Linked DNA regions of Triticum aestivum: region 2 is linked to region 1. Evidence: chromatin contacts called from public Hi-C data. All regions are on one chromosome and are shown on one strand. Each heading gives the region's core, a stretch centred on a gene start, on an enhancer-like site or on the middle of the called end of the contact. The rest is flanking DNA. Distances are from core to core; before and after follow the strand shown. Region 1 holds the start of LOC123060897 (WRKY transcription factor 6). Region 2 has its middle 11 kb from the start of LOC123058219.

Evidence for each region. A called contact is a pair of places that touch in the nucleus more often than the background predicts.
Region 2: a contact with region 1 is called in a Hi-C map of leaf, with 7 times the contacts expected there. The contact joins the enhancer-like site here to the promoter of LOC123060897 in region 1. A contact is called at or near these places in 4 of 5 Hi-C or Micro-C datasets (leaf and an unstated tissue) and 1 of 1 datasets of contacts at active chromatin or transcription factors (leaf).

What each region holds. Positions count from the first base shown.
Region 1 is chr3A:184,630,917-184,638,689 of IWGSC CS RefSeq v2.1, reverse strand. It overlaps LOC123060897 (WRKY transcription factor 6), which reads left to right and starts at 3,568. Exons shown (of 6, transcript XM_044483764.1): 1 at 3,568-4,004; 2 at 4,129-4,230; 3 at 4,369-4,542; 4 at 4,636-4,962; 5 at 5,073-5,186; 6 at 5,318-6,374. The coding sequence starts at 3,699. The coding sequence ends at 6,022.
Region 2 is chr3A:185,592,986-185,600,758 of IWGSC CS RefSeq v2.1, reverse strand. No RefSeq gene overlaps it. Among protein-coding and RNA genes, the nearest start is that of LOC123058219, 11 kb to the left of the region's middle. Within about 2 kb of position 2,693, at least 1 of the 8 cell types and tissues checked has an H3K27ac peak or open chromatin away from gene starts, as enhancers often do. A contact at or near this core is called in leaf, where this site is marked.

The DNA.
Region 1 (7,773 bases), core at 2,319-4,818:
TAACAAACCCCAAGATAAATTTGCTTTGGTGGCATGTAATTAATGGAGAGAGAGGTATTTGGAGTAACATAATATGTTACCATCACATAACACTTTCGAAGACAAAATGAGTCTACAAGCTAATAAATAGAACCATCTAGTATGACACTACCTCTATGTTACTCTTCACTATGAAGATAGTAACATAGACTAGTGTCATATGCATGACACTATTCTAAGTTACTCCCCATTATGACTAGCCTTATAATACTCCCATTACGACCAGCCTAATACCAAACAAATGGAGTATGTTGTCGCTAAGTGGAGCCAGGGCCTAAGGCTCATTTTTATGATTAATGTGTGGTTGATATTGATTCTCTTCTAAACGTTCGGGGTGTGGTATTTTGTTGGCTAGGATAATTAGAGTTGTTCCGTAGTAATACCGAACAAATGGAGGAGTATAGTGTTGCTAAGGGGGTGTTTGGTTTCAGGGATTTTTTTTATGTTGGGATTAGAAAAAGTCCCTAGCAAACCAAATAGGGTGGGACTTTTCTGGGACTTTCTACTAAAAGTCCTTAGAAGCACCTCCTTAAGAGTCTTTTTTAAAAAGTCCTAAGGACTAGAAAAAATCCTAGGACTAGAGAACCAAACACCACCTAAGTGGACCTGGTCTAAGGCTCATTTTCGTGTTTAATATGCGACTGATATTAAAAAAATCTAGACTTCGGGATGCGGTATTTTGGTGGGTGGGATAATTACTCCAACTGTTTGTCCATAGTGATTGCAGTTGTGCTTGCACACACAATTTTTATTAAATTTAAGTACGTGACAATTTTATTTACCGTTGCAACCACATTCGTAGTAGACTTGGGAGTACTAGAACGCCCAACGTTACGTTGAAAAATAAGAAGAAATACTACAACATCAACACCTGTTGTTGCATGGAACACGATGGCCATAATGATAAGACAATCTACCCTCCAAGAAAACATTAATAGCCGACGACATGACAATCAGCTAGCGAACCCAATAGGCGGTAGGCCCTGATCAATTTCCACACGGTGGGCGAACACGGAGCACCCCCGCGTGGATGAAATCGAAGTGGTACGGCAACTATTGAGACCATCAATCATGCCCCTACGGCACACAAAGTGCACATGCCAAAAACTGTAGAGAGTAGTATATCAAATCAGAGTATAGGATAGGCAGAGGCAACTTTTGGGGTTGTTTGGGTAGCGAATATTAGGCATTGGTTTATAAAAAACGAGTTTTTACCTGATTTTTAGCAAAACCAGTTTTACTATTTTTTCTGTTACGAATCAGTTTCTATAAGACTACGTTTGGGTTGGAAAGTGTGTTTGTCACATCCTTATTCGACAATGATTCAGACTATTCCTATTCGGCGGTGATCTTCTCATTCTCTGGTCACATTCCGTCGAGGTCCGCAAGTACAATAGACTGGGCTCACCGATCTCGCCGGACGGCCGCGTTCAGGCTCATGTAGAAGCTAGGTATACCGAGGCAAGCGCTGGATCAATTCGATCCGCCTACTGCCGAACGCACAAAATTACGGCCGTGAGCACGCACACAGACGTAGAACCTTGCTGCGCAGAGCAATGGCTGGATAATTCTATCGTCCGGCTGCAAAACGTATTAAACGATGGCGCGTGTACCGGCATGTAGAAGCTAGCTACCAGGGAACCAACTGGATCGATTTGATACGCCGGTTGCGGACGCATGTACGTGACGAATGCGAAGGAGCTGACCTTGGCGGCGACCACCAAGATGGACGACGCCGAAGAAGCGGCGGCCTGTGGCCGGTGGCTAGAGGAGGACGGCCTCGATGTGTGGCACACCGGTGAGAACTCGTCGCGGCTGTCGTCGGTTACCGGCGTCTGTAGATTCTAGGTATACCGTTGATGAACGTGCCCAGGAGGATCGGCCAGTAAGATAGACGAATCACGGGATGGGCTCGAGAGATATAGGAATCGCGTTTATAGAAAAAACGACTAATGGTCGTTTTTCTACAAACCCGAAATTCCAGGTTTATGGGAATCCAATTTTACATATCCGTGGATTACTTGGAAGAGCCAAACATGGTTTTAGTCTGTTAAACCGTTTTTCTGTTTTATATAAAACGGATTCTCTATATTCCAGCTATCCAAACAACTCCTTTAAGGATGCATGAAAGCTTGTTTAAGAATTTCAGCACGTATGCACCGGCACCGAACGCATCTTGGACCGTTCCCACAACACACACACACACGCAGTCTCTCTTCCAAAAGGCGGGATGCCTACATCCTGCCAATCCCCGACTTGGCTTCGACTTCGCCATGTTTTGATACGAAGCAGACAGCGAGGTAGCACTGTTCCGCTCTTATCCGAAAAAGACGCCCGAAAAGGAAGAAAAGGAAGTGAAGCACCGCTCGTCAAGCCCTGTCAGTGGGACCGGGCAGGTCAAGGGCGTTGACGCTGTGTCCACGTGGAGCGGGCCGGGCCCAATCGGGAGCGTGGGTTTCGTGGAACCGGGTCCCTGCGCCCATTGACTCCCCTGCGGCTAACCTTCCTCGAACCTGGAGCGAAACGATTATTCAAAATTAAATCTCATTAAGAAAGAAGATTAGCTAGCCAGGCCATAAAGATCTCGAGAGGCGATTAAGAAAACGGGGGAGATCCGAGTCTGCTGTGCGTGTGGACTCGCGACCCCGTGCCGATCAATCAGGCAGGGCAGCCTCAGGATCGGCACCAGCTCGTTTCTGACCTGACCTGCTCCGTACCGTTTTTCCATTTTGTTGGCGCGAGTAATCTAATGGGAGGAACCTTCTGACCGTGGAAAAACTCCATTCCTCGTGCAGTACGTGCTGACCTCAATATTCTTTCTCAACAGCAAAAAAGAATTGTTCGTTGTTCAACAAACAAAAGAGAGGATGCCCCATATTTGTGCACAACAAAAGAGAAGAGGCCCCATACACATAGTTTTTTTTTGGTGAAATGGCGAGACATCGATCAACGGACGGTGTGATCTGACGCCACGCAGGGTTGGATAGACCTTATTACTACCGCCTGTAGCCAAAATGTTGGTTAAAAAGCTACTCCTAGTAAACATTTCCCATTATTGCGAAAATGTGCGTGTTACTTGTACGAGGCGGCGACGGCGGCCCGCGGTATCAACAACGCGATCTTGAAAATCATTGGACCGACAGGCGAAGTCGCCATTGCAGACCGGAAAAAGGAGACGCAGCGCCCCACGTCGCTTTGTTGCACGGGGCACGTCGCCGTCGCCCCGCCCATAAATTTCCCGATTTCTTAACGAGCCGGGCTTCTGATCCGTGGAGAAAAGTTGCAAGCCGGGGGAGGAAAAGCGCAGACAAGCACGAAAATAACATGGAGCCAAAGCCCAGCCAGCTGCCGTCCGTCTCCGCCTCGCCGGAAAGGGCGATCCGGTCCTCGTGGGCCCCGGATCGGGTCGTCGTCCCTCCCGCCACTCCGGCCGCGCCACGTGGGCCCCCGCACTGACGCAGCGCCTGATGTCAGATCTGGGCCTCCCGGCCAGCTCGCCCTTTTTTATACGCGCCCCGTCCTACCGGGGAGAGACTTCAGACTCCTCCCTCATTCGGTCTCTACGACACGTTTCTTTCTCTCTCCCTCTCCCTCTCCCTCTCCCTCTCCCCTCGGCTAGCAAGGCGTCTCTCTCTTCTCCAGGGAGGCTCTCGATTTGCATGGACAAGGGCCACCTCGGTGGCGGCGGAGGAGGAGGAGGACTGCTCGCCCTGGACGCCTCGCCGCGGCAGCTCGGCTTCCTGAACTTGCTATCACCGGCGCCGTTCCACAGGAGCATGGAGGCGGACGACGGCGGCGGTGGCGGCGGCGGCAGGGGGAGGAGGTCCATCGAGGTTGACTTCTTCTCCGACGAGAAGAAGAACATGAAGAAGAGCCGCGCATCGGCCGGTGCTGACGCGGAGGACCACAAGGATCAGGCCTCCGCCGCCGGACTCGCCATCAAGAAGGAGGACCTCACCATTAACGTACGTCCGCCACCGCTTCTTCACCCATTCTCCTTACTTCTTAAATGGCTAGACTTGCCAGCAGGTACTACTACTTGTTTCTCTCTATATACGGCGATCTAATACTTGCCTTTCGATCCTGCAGCTCCTTACCGGGAACAACACGAGGAGCGACCGGTCCATGGTGGTCGACGACGACGGGGCGTCCCGGGCCGACGAGGACAGGAACGGCAGGAACACCGGCGAGGTACGTAGTTATCCACGATCTGTCCACACAATTACAATCTCGATCTCGTCGATTAGCGTTGTCGACGGCGAACATGGTGGATCTGGCCGGTGATGTTTGACTCGATCGGTATTAACTTACGCGTGTCGCGTCCTGCAGCTGGCGGCGATGCAGGCCGAGCTGAGCCGCATGAACGAGGAGAACCAGCGGCTGCGAGGGATGTTGACCCAGGTCAACAGCAGCTACCATGCGCTGCAGATGCATCTCGTCGCGCTCATGCAGCAAAGGACCCAGATGCCTCCGGTCCAGCCGCAACAACCTCCGACCCACGAGGTACTATTCTTACTTGTAACCTAGCCAGGGATCGCTAGTTTGACTTGGCCAAGAAATTTACTGAATCAGTTCCTCTTTTTCCGTTTTTATTAGGATGGCAAGAACGAGAGTGCCATCGTTCCGAGGCAGTTCCTGGGTCTGGGCCCGTCCGGAGCCAGCGCTGACGTGGCGGAAGAGCCGTCCAACTCGTCCACGGAGGTCGGGAGCCCGCGCCGGTCGTCGTCCAACGGGAACGAGGACCCTGAGCGCGGCGACAACCCCGACGGCCCGTCCACCGCGGGGTGGTTGCCCGGGCGCGGGATGAGCCAGCAGCAGCAGCAGCAGCTGGGAGCGGCGGCCAAGGGCCATGACCAGCAAGCGCAGGAGGCCACCATGAGGAAGGCCCGTGTCTCCGTCCGCGCACGATCCGAAGCCCCGATTGTGAGACTGCTTCTTCTTCTTCTTGATCATTTTCTTGTTTTTGCACTTGCAATCTTGAGTAGTCCTTGTGTATGGATCGTGCTGACCTTACCGTACGTGCATGGCTGCAGATCGCCGATGGATGCCAATGGAGGAAGTACGGTCAGAAGATGGCCAAGGGAAACCCTTGCCCACGCGCCTACTACCGCTGCACCATGGCCACCGGCTGCCCGGTGCGTAAGCAGGTACTCCTAACTAACTGGCCACGACTGGTTCGCTTCTTGGTCAAAGGTGTACGTCCGGAAGTAGCGTATCGGGGACGGGGTGTATGATTGGTCTAACTTTCTTCTTTATGCGTGATGCCATTGACTAACAGGTGCAACGATGCGCCGAGGACCGGACCATCCTCATCACCACGTACGAGGGCACGCACAACCACCCGCTCCCGCCGGCCGCCATGGCCATGGCATCCACTACGTCGGCCGCCGCGTCCATGCTGCTCTCGGGCTCCATGCCCAGCGCCGACGGCGCGGGCCTCATGAGCTCCAACTTCCTCGCGCGCACCGTGCTGCCATGCTCGTCCAGCATGGCCACCATCTCGGCGTCCGCGCCGTTCCCGACGGTGACGCTCGACCTCACCCACGCCCCGCCCGGGGCGCCCAACGCCATGCCGCTGAACGTCGCCCGACCGCATGCACCGGGGCAGTTCCATGTTCCGATGCCCGGCGGTGGGATGGCCCCGGCCTTCGCGATGCCGCCGCACATGCTGTACAACCAGTCCAAGTTCTCTGGCCTGCAGATGTCCTCCGATTCGGTGGACGCCGGGCAGTTCGCGCAGCCTAGGCCGCCGATGGGCCTGCCAGGCCAGCTGTCCGACACCGTCAGCGCAGCGGCGGCCGCGATCACCGCGGACCCAAACTTCACAGTGGCGCTCGCCGCGGCCATCTCGTCGATCATGGCCGGCCAGCACGCCGCCGGCAACAGCAACGCGAACAACAGCAACAACAACACCAGTAACAACAACGTGACGACGACTAGTAACAACACGACGAGCAACAACACCAACAGCGAGACCCAATGAACGACCTGGTCAAGTTCGAAAAGAGTTGAGAAACCAGATACTAGCTAGGTTGCAAGTTATACACGGATGGTGTTCCATTCTTCTTTGGTCAGGATTAGCTTGTCGAGACGTGTCTTTGGTTTTGATACCAAGCATGATATACGATCACCCTTTTTCTTTCGTGATTTTGCGGCGGCAAAAAAAAGGTTGTATTAGTTCATTCCTTCCCCTTAGTTCTTTTTCCATCGCCGGCAGCTGTTGATATTTCACTGTAATAATTATAATAACTATAGTAATAAGTAAAATAATGGCCCCCACCTCGGAGATATTTCTATGCTAGTCAAAGCAGAAGAAATGCGGGGGTAAAGAACAATGACAGCTCACCGGATGCTCATCTACGTGTTTGTTCACATCTTGAGATTTTTTTGCACCCCTCTCCCCTTTCTGGCTCTCTCTTGTCTTGGCTTGTTTTACCTTCTTCTCGTTGGCATTTTCAAACAAGTCGCTGCCCGGCCGGTTCGCTCGGATGTGAACGTGATCTCGTCATCGGTCCCGCGAAGACCAAGTCAGCAGGCCGGGGCCCGCCACGTAACACGCCTGCTGTTACTGTTGGTCAGTTCGTCCCCATTGAACAGTAGGAGTACATCACATGGTTCGTGCCTGCAGCGTTGCATGTACCTATACTTTTTAGTTTGAATGGAGTTTGAACACGTACGGGAAAGCTCTGCATGCATGGGGAGCACTCTTCCAAATAGATATATCCATCCAACCCCAAGGACTCGCAGTCTGAGTTAAGCTGGCCTGGGTCTGCCTGCCTGGCGCGTCCTGCCTGGTGCGTAGCAGGGCGTCGTGGGCATGGGCGCAGCGCATGGAGGGAAACTCATGGCGCGACGCGTGGCGGCACGGGGAAAATGTGGCGCGCGGAAGGGGAGAAATCATGGGGTCGATCTGGCACGGCACGGAGCTGGGTGTCTCGTCGTCGTCGGCGTCGCGTCGTCTGTGGACTCGGAGGCATGGGGCGTTTTCACGTGGGGCCCGCGGCGGTATCGGGTACCGGGGGAGGCGATTACGTACGGGACAGTTGGAGGTGTTGACCCGGTCCCCATACGCAGCACGTAAACGGGTGGGGTCTCGCGCGCAGCTGTGGCCTCGTCTTGCTGCCGCCTGCCGTCTCTGGGACGGTCACCACCGTCCACCGGCTTCGGCTTTGGCTTTGCTTGCTCGCGCGCTTGCGGTCGGACTTTGCGGCGGGGTCTACGAGATTTTTCGCCAAAATACGAGATGTGCACGAGGGGCCCTTAACTCTGAGGCGTCTTTTGCGCGAGTCGTCAAGAGGAAGTCTCCGAGGTAGCTTGGTTTGGATATTCTATACGTGCTTTCACGAGATGGCATTTGCATGAACATTATTTTTTTCGGATAATCATGGAGTTTTATTTCATATCAACAGGCTGCTAATGCAATATCATAAAGGAATGGGGCCCTCGTTGCAACCGACAAATAGTGTTGTGAGCCGTACAAACATAATTGAGACAATGTTTTCATTGTCAGTAGTTTGTTTTAGGAAGAAAACATCTTGGTTTTGGATAATGGAAATCGAAGAGGGTGCTCTTTCTTTTAAAGACAATGTAAGACACTATTTTGAGATCTTACTTTCTTAACTGGTTTAAACTCCGCAAATTCGCAGGGCACACAAGTGCGGGGGCATGACTTGTCAAGCTCTGCCCGGCCACTCGATTGCCTCGTGATTCATGAAGTAGTTGGATTCCACACGA
Region 2 (7,773 bases), core at 1,444-3,943, 960 kb before region 1:
TTATAATATGCAAGAATAAGTATATATAGTGAAATTGTTGCAAAAAAATAAGTTTCCAAATAAGAATGAATTATGAACTAAACAAAACAAAATCAACATGAAATGTAAACTAAAAATAAAATAATTTTTTCTAAGAAAGAATGAATTAGTAGCATTTGTATTACCATTCAGAAGCAAGAAATGAAATAAAAAATTGGAATATTAAAAAAACAAAACTAGAATATGAAGTTTTCAAAGGAAGAATGATTTAGTGGCATTTGTATTACCTTTTTATGAAGAAACAAATAAGAAATTATCTAAAGCAAACAATGTAAAAAAGCCATACAATTTACATAAAAATTGCACTTTTTATAATATGCAAGAATATGAATATAATGATAGGATATTTGGCAAAAAAGAAGTTTCATAAGATGGAATGAGCTAGTGGTTCCCCGCAAAAAAAAGGAATGAACTAGTGGCATTGGTATTACCCTTAAATAAGAAATGAAATGAAATATAAACTAAAAGAAAATAAAAATAAAAAAGTCTATGTTTTTTTAGTAAATAAAAATCTAAGTAAGAATGAATTAGTGGAATTTGTATTACCTTTTAAGAAGAATAGAAATAAAATATAAATAATCAGGAATCAGAATAATGCAATTTTCTATGAAATATTAAATTATTGGCTTTGGTATTACCCTTTGAGAAGAAAGAAAATAAAATAATAAAGTTTTCAAAGGAATAATTAATTATTGGTATTGGTATTACTATTTAAGAAGGGAAATAATGAAATACAAATCTAAAACAAGTAATGAAAAATATGCATGCAATGTCTATAAAAATATATGTAGGAATGAGCATATAATAGTGGCTTTCGTATTACCATTCAAGAATAAAGAAAATAAAATAATTGCTAAAATAAATCAACATAGTGAAGTTTTACAAGGAACAATGAATTAGTGAGATTTTATTGCTCCCGTCATCCCAAAATAAGTGACTCAACTTTAGTACAATTTTGTACTAAAGTTAGTACAAAGTTAAGACACCTAGTTTGGAAGTGAGGGAGTACATTTTAAGAAGAAGAAAATAAATGTAATTTTTTAAAAACTTGTACACAACTTTGCACTGAAATTGCAGTTTTTGAACTATGCAGGGAATAATCATATAATCATGCATTTTTCACAAATATTGTATATTATTTGTGTTATATATTTATACTCACCCAACATCTCATAAATACCCACAAAATAGAAAATAAAACTGACTAATAAAGAAAAATAGAAAATAAAAGCGAAACACATAAAACAAAAAAAAACAGACTAAAACAATGGTATAAAGGGAAGGGTGGGTCACACATGCAATGGGCTGAGGGATTGACTGATCCAAAACAGTGGCCAGACAAATTATTCACAGCCCAAAACAAGACAGACCACACAAAGAAGGAAAAAAAACAGCACAAGTCACAGAGGAAAAATGGAAGGCCAAGAAATTGACTGACCCAAATTTAAAATTCGGCTGATTGACATATATCTAAAGTGTAAAAAATTCGTGTGTTATTTTGGTGGAAGTGGAGCCACTGATGAATGCTATAAGCAAGATTCGTTACAACGGGACACACAGTATCTGAGCTTGAGCTCAAATGAGTTTAGATGAAGTAAAATAAAAAATGTAAAATTCGAAATATTCTGAATTGTTTTTTGGTAAACTTTGACACATGTTCTAAGTGCTTGCAAATTTTTGCCATGAGATCAGCTCCGGAAATGCTACTTTCGAAAGTATTTTGGAGCACTGATTTTTTTTTGCCACGCCTTCCACGAGTGTGATCTCATGATGAAAATGTGCAAACCTTAGAACATTTGTCAAAGTTTTCCATAAAATAATTTTAGAATTTTTTGAATTTGTTTTCACTTTACTGCTCATCTGAGTTCATTTGAGCTCGACCTCGGAAGGGTACTTTCGATTACAACGCCCGTTAGTTGGTATCCTTCTCTGCTACCAAGTTACTGACTCGTTTGAGTAATGTATCATGATATTATCTTTTGCCAACACCCCTGGTTCAGGAGTCAGCACTTCAGGCATCACGATTCAACTGCGGTTACAGCGTTGTGCCATTGTTCATCACGCAGATGATGAGACGGGCATATCTCCCGTGACATTGATAATATAGTACTCCCTTTGTAAAGAAATATAAGGACGTTTAGATCACTACTTTAAGTAAGGCAAACAAAATTAAGTTTCAGAAATTGCACTACTATCTATCCAGTTTCACACCTGGCTGCATGCACTTTAGCATGAGTAGCACCACTTGGCCAACTGCCTTTGCATGTCTTCTCTGAAAACTGGAATCACGTGATACGTTCTGAAAGTAGCAAAGCCAGTTAATCGTGGATTCACGGCCTGGACGCTCCATCGATCTCGAGAGGTCTCCCTGGTACGCGGTTGTCAGCCAAAATTTTCAACTATGTGCTCTGTACTGATATGCCTTTGTGCACACTTGGTACTGATAGTTCTTCAGACCCGAGGAAAAAAAAAGTCCAAAGTTGTTCACCTCTTCGAAGACACGAAGACTGGTGCACAAATCAAGTCTTAACCAACACGCGATTTGTCTGTTCCGGAAGCTTCTCCAACCCGAAACAATGGTCGATATCGCAGTAGTCCAGTGGCCAAGGCCGATACGCGCAGAGCTGGACACCGACGGGCTCGCTCAATCTTCTTCCGAAATATTAGTCGCGTCCTTGTCGCTTGGTGACGAGTGGTGTGATGGATAGGTTTGTCATGCCTGGTTGGCATCTCTCGCGCCCACGTGGTTGCGAAGACCAGAGGAGAGCACCGCACGGACAATCATATCTCGGTCAATGCCGTCTCCGCTCTTCAACCTCTTTTGCCTTGCATCCATCATCCTACTACCAAAATCTTCTCCTCCTCCAACTCCTAGCGTGGATATCTGCTTTTCCCCATTCACATATATTCTGATGGGAGTAACTGAGAAGCAACGTGAGTTTACGTAGCATGGCATGCAATTATGTGGGGATTAGTATTAGTAGAGTCGGTCGAAACATTGGCATCGCCTCATGCAAGTTCGTAGTATTGGTCAAGTCCAAGATGCTCCTTCTCTTGCTTTCGAGGAGGATAAAGTGGCACATTGAAAAGGCACTCCGGAGTGTCCGGTATGGATATGCCTTTCCGTTCCGGAAAGAAGAGAAGAGCTTTTCTGTTGGTCCGGAACAGAACTGAAAGAGATATCCCCTACTTTTGCATCTCCTTGCACAAGAGCGGAAAAGGAAAGAAGAGGAGATTGTTCATCATATATCATAATTTAGATTGAGCAACAAGGTTGCAAAACAGTGTTAGCAAAGTTCCCCGATTAGGTGCACCCACTAATCATTTTTCAACGTGAGTGATGGGCATGAGAGAGAGAGAGAGAGAGAGAGAGAGAGAGAGAGAGAGAGAGAGAGAGAGGTTGTTGAGTAGACACGGTGGTTTCTTTCTTTCCTGGGCGGTCTACGCGGGTTCAATCGTCTGCGTCAAAAAGGCGCCGGTCCAAGAAATCAGCCGTGGAAGACGTGCGGGGGCCGGCCGGCCGTACCGCGGGCGCCGGCATCGCCCGGATTCACACGGCGTATCACTCGACGCTCCATCACATCACCATCCGATAGGCTACTCTAATGCTACTAATCTAGCTACACCATGTTATTCTCTTCTTCTCTACATGGACATCGCTCGAGTTTCGCAGCACCTGATGAGAGCAAGAAGACTTTCCTTTTGTCGTTTTACAGCAAGTCAATGAGGGCAGATTAAATAGATCTCACGGATAATAACGTACTTTAATCAGCCGAGTTACGTGCTTTCTATCATCTACTACCAGCTAAGCTAGCCCGTAGACGCTTAGCCCGTCGTCTCTCTCTTCATTTCTTATCTCCACGACGGAAAGGGACAGGTGTCTTGTCCATGCTAATCCCTAAAGATAAAATTAGGCTGGTCATAGTGGGGAGTAACTTAGACTAGTGTAATGCATATGACACTAGCCTAAGTTAGTATCTTTATAATGCAAAGTAATATAATAGTAGTATCTTAGATGACTTCGTTTATTATCTTACAGACTCATCTTGTCTTAGAAATCGCTATATTACAGTAACATATTATGTTATCACCTTTCATTAATTACTTGCCACATAAGTAAAAATTTATTGAAATGTGCTATGTTACTAGCTAAGTTACTCCCACTATGACTAGCCTTAGTCTAATCGGGGTTAACTAGGCTGTTAATCACTGGGGACACGTACGTACGTGCTGGGCGGCGACCCGAGGGAGGGGAGGAAGTCCCGTTCAGGTGACTGCATGAAGACCAGATCCACCAATCAGGGGGTGGCGTCTCCAGGGGGCGACGACGCTTCCATTTTTCTTTTCTAGCCGTACGGCGTGGGCAACCACACCCGCGCTCTGGAATTCAGAATTACACCTAACATTTTAGAAAACCCTTCAACTAATAATAGTATACAACAGTTCCAATTTCCGGAGAGAACTAGTATAACCTTTGAAAAGAATGTATTCACGTTTGTCTGGAGTTTTTCTTCTACAAGCTTGATAGCTCCATATATACACAGCGTTGATATTTTATTTTTTGCTTAGACTTCTTCGATGCAGGAAACGTGATATGTATTTGGGAGAAGACTGGCGCGAGACTGTACGATTGATCGTGGACAGACGTGATAGCACACTCCTCTCGTGCAAGTCGTCGGAGGAAATAGTAGTAGAAATGTAGTGCTACTACTACGTGGGTCGAAGATCACGCGACCCGCGAGTAGCGCTAATCCAGCTCTACGCGTGTCCTCGAATAGCTTTGTTAATCACCGCTAGTTAACAAATCATCTGGGTCGCTGCCACACGTGGTTGCGGTGACATCGGTGGAAATACTTATGTCAACGGGCGACCGGTTGCTTCCACTGACTTTTGTGTCCTCCATGGCATCACTACGCCAGCTACGTATTCTAGGTTCAGTTCATAATTTTTTTTTTGGGAATACAGTTCACAAATATTAACACCGAAACCGGGTAGCAATTTTTCTCTAAATATTAAAAAAAATCTGACATTGGATTTTTAGGATTTTCAAGCGAAGACTTCAGATTTGCTATGTGAATACAGATAAATTTGTCATGCTGTTGTATAAGGATTTGCCATGTTTTAAAGTGAAAATTGTCATGTATGGTGTAAATAATTGTCAGAAAAATCGTCACGCTGCAGCGAATAAGTGCCATGTATTCGACGGGAACCCGACGTAGCTCAGGGCGTCATATTTTTTACGCTAATAATCTGACGTCAGATGTATATTGAAATCCTTTTTTTTCGGTTTTGGCTAGAATTTATTTTGGACAAATAGGTGTTTCGTTTCTTAACAAAATGATACAACTGTTTTATAGGGTCTAGATCGCTCAAAGTAAACAAAAGGAGCACAAGGGTTTTAGGTTTTCTAATGCCAAAATTAATATCTATAAGATCAGCGGAGAGGCCTCCCTTCCAAACCCGCCTCCATTCCAACCTCATGCGCTGCTATTGCCTATTGGGGCCAAAGACCTCACAATGGTTGTTGTCTAATGACGAGGATGGCAACATGAGACGCATGTCGCAGCTGAATAATGTTGCGCGACCTTCCACCTCTTGGTGGATGGCAGCAGTGAGGCGCTTATTGTTCGTCCACCATGGCGGTCGACCGACAACATTGATGAAACGGAACTTCGGATCAGTCTGAGATTGCACTCACAACATCGATTCCCACCCTTTGGCAAGTGCAAGGCGCTCACGAATGTTGCAATCACATTCTTACTAGTGTGGTGTGGTCGGTAGACTAGTAGTGGCATGTCTTAACTTACGAGGTGGCTTACCGGCTCGAAGACTTTTGTGGCACAGGCTTGTGACAAATGGGCGTGTCACTTTGTCAAAGCCAAAATAAAAAGAGTGCACATTTTGTCAAATTTCTCTCACAAACTATTATATAGATGTACGAGTTCATATCGAAATAGTGTTAGTCTGCTGCATAGTTGCCATTTGCTCATTTCCAAAGCCATCAAACATTTAATTATATCCCAGTTAAATATAATTTTGGTGGATAGTTGAGGGTGGTCATAGTGGGGAGTATCAATACTACATTCATAGTGCATAGTAGTATAATAGATTACTATCATAGGTGATCTCATTTATTGACATGTATGACACATAGTAACATAACATTTATTACGATACGGTATCTACTACCTATGTTACTATCTCTGTCCTGGTTTATAAAGTCTCCTTTGTATTTTGTGCTAAATTTTGACTAAAGATTTAACTAGCGAAATATTAATGCATGTCACAAAAAAAAATATTGTTGCATTTGTATTTGAACATGATTTTCAATTATATTATTTCTTATGATATGCATTAATATTTTTTAGTTAAATTTAAGGTTAAAATTTGGTACAGAATATGAAGAGGACTAATAAACCAAGACGGAGGTAGTACTATATAACTCTCTGACTTCTTTAATTGTTTGACATATAAGCATGTTTGCGAGTCCCTACCGATTATATTATCCCCACTATGGCCAGCCTGAAAGGTACGTTGTACCCTTTCAGCCCACCTGCGGTCAAACATGCATGTGTCTTGTTATGACAGAAAATATTTCAATGAGACACGATGTTTCTATATATGGTGACTTCGTCAATCTAAAAATTCCACGACTCCAGTTTTCAATAGACGTTGTGTGAATATGTGCATGCGATGACAATGTTTTAGAAAGAAGAAGGGTCGCTCAACTCTGGGCTGCTACTAAATTGTCCGGCCGAGACGATCCAAAATGAACCGAAGTAATTCTCCATCGTTACGTGGGTTGATTTTGATCGCCAGTTTAGACTAGTTTTATTGTGCAAGTTGTGATGTTTGAGGTCGCGCTAGTACTGTGAGCAGGGTGGAAAATCTCCCCATGTGTTGCGGAAGCTGGGCGATCCTTAAATGACACCGCTCTGGAAGACGCCTAGAAATCTCAGGTAATCAGATCCCGAGTTGACGCTGTTCACACAGAACCGGAGTTTCCTTATTCGGTGCATGCATGCATGCACGCTCGTCTCATCTCTCATGCAAGTGGAGGGTGGGTACTTTGACATTTTCACCTACGTGCTTGAAATGTGGCCGTACCCCGCAAATAAAAATGTGGCCGTACACAGACAGAACTTACATGAGTAGCGTGATCCGACGGGACCGGGTAACCAGGATCGGTTGCCCATCTTGGCGGCAGTTGACTTCATGCCCTCCATGATTTACTGCATGTACGTGGTACTACCGGTCAGTTGCCCATCTCCGTGGAGTACTCTTCGGCGCAGGAGCAGGACCGGTTAGCTAGATATATACGACTGGTCAATCTCGAATCAAGCCGATCACGTTGCCACTGCTGGATTCCCCACGGGCAAGTCGGCAACGACGACTGGTGTTCAAAGTTGCACAGCACGGCGTGATTGCATGCGCACTCCGTCACTCGGTGCGTATACCTATACTCCCGTATCGGTTGGGTCAAGGAAAAAACGGAGCGGCATCTCTCTGCCCAGTTGACCACTTTCTCATATCAGAATCAACTATCGTTTACTACATCGCAAAACGATCTTATATTGTGAAATGGAGGGAGTTTCTACTATCCGGTGATTCCAGTCTCCACGTCTAGAGCTGCACACTTGCCCAGTGGAAGCCATGCAGCCACAACTCGTCCATGCCTACCCGCTCGCTTGACTGCCTATCAGTATTTGGTGTCCAGCCTCGACGTCTAGAACT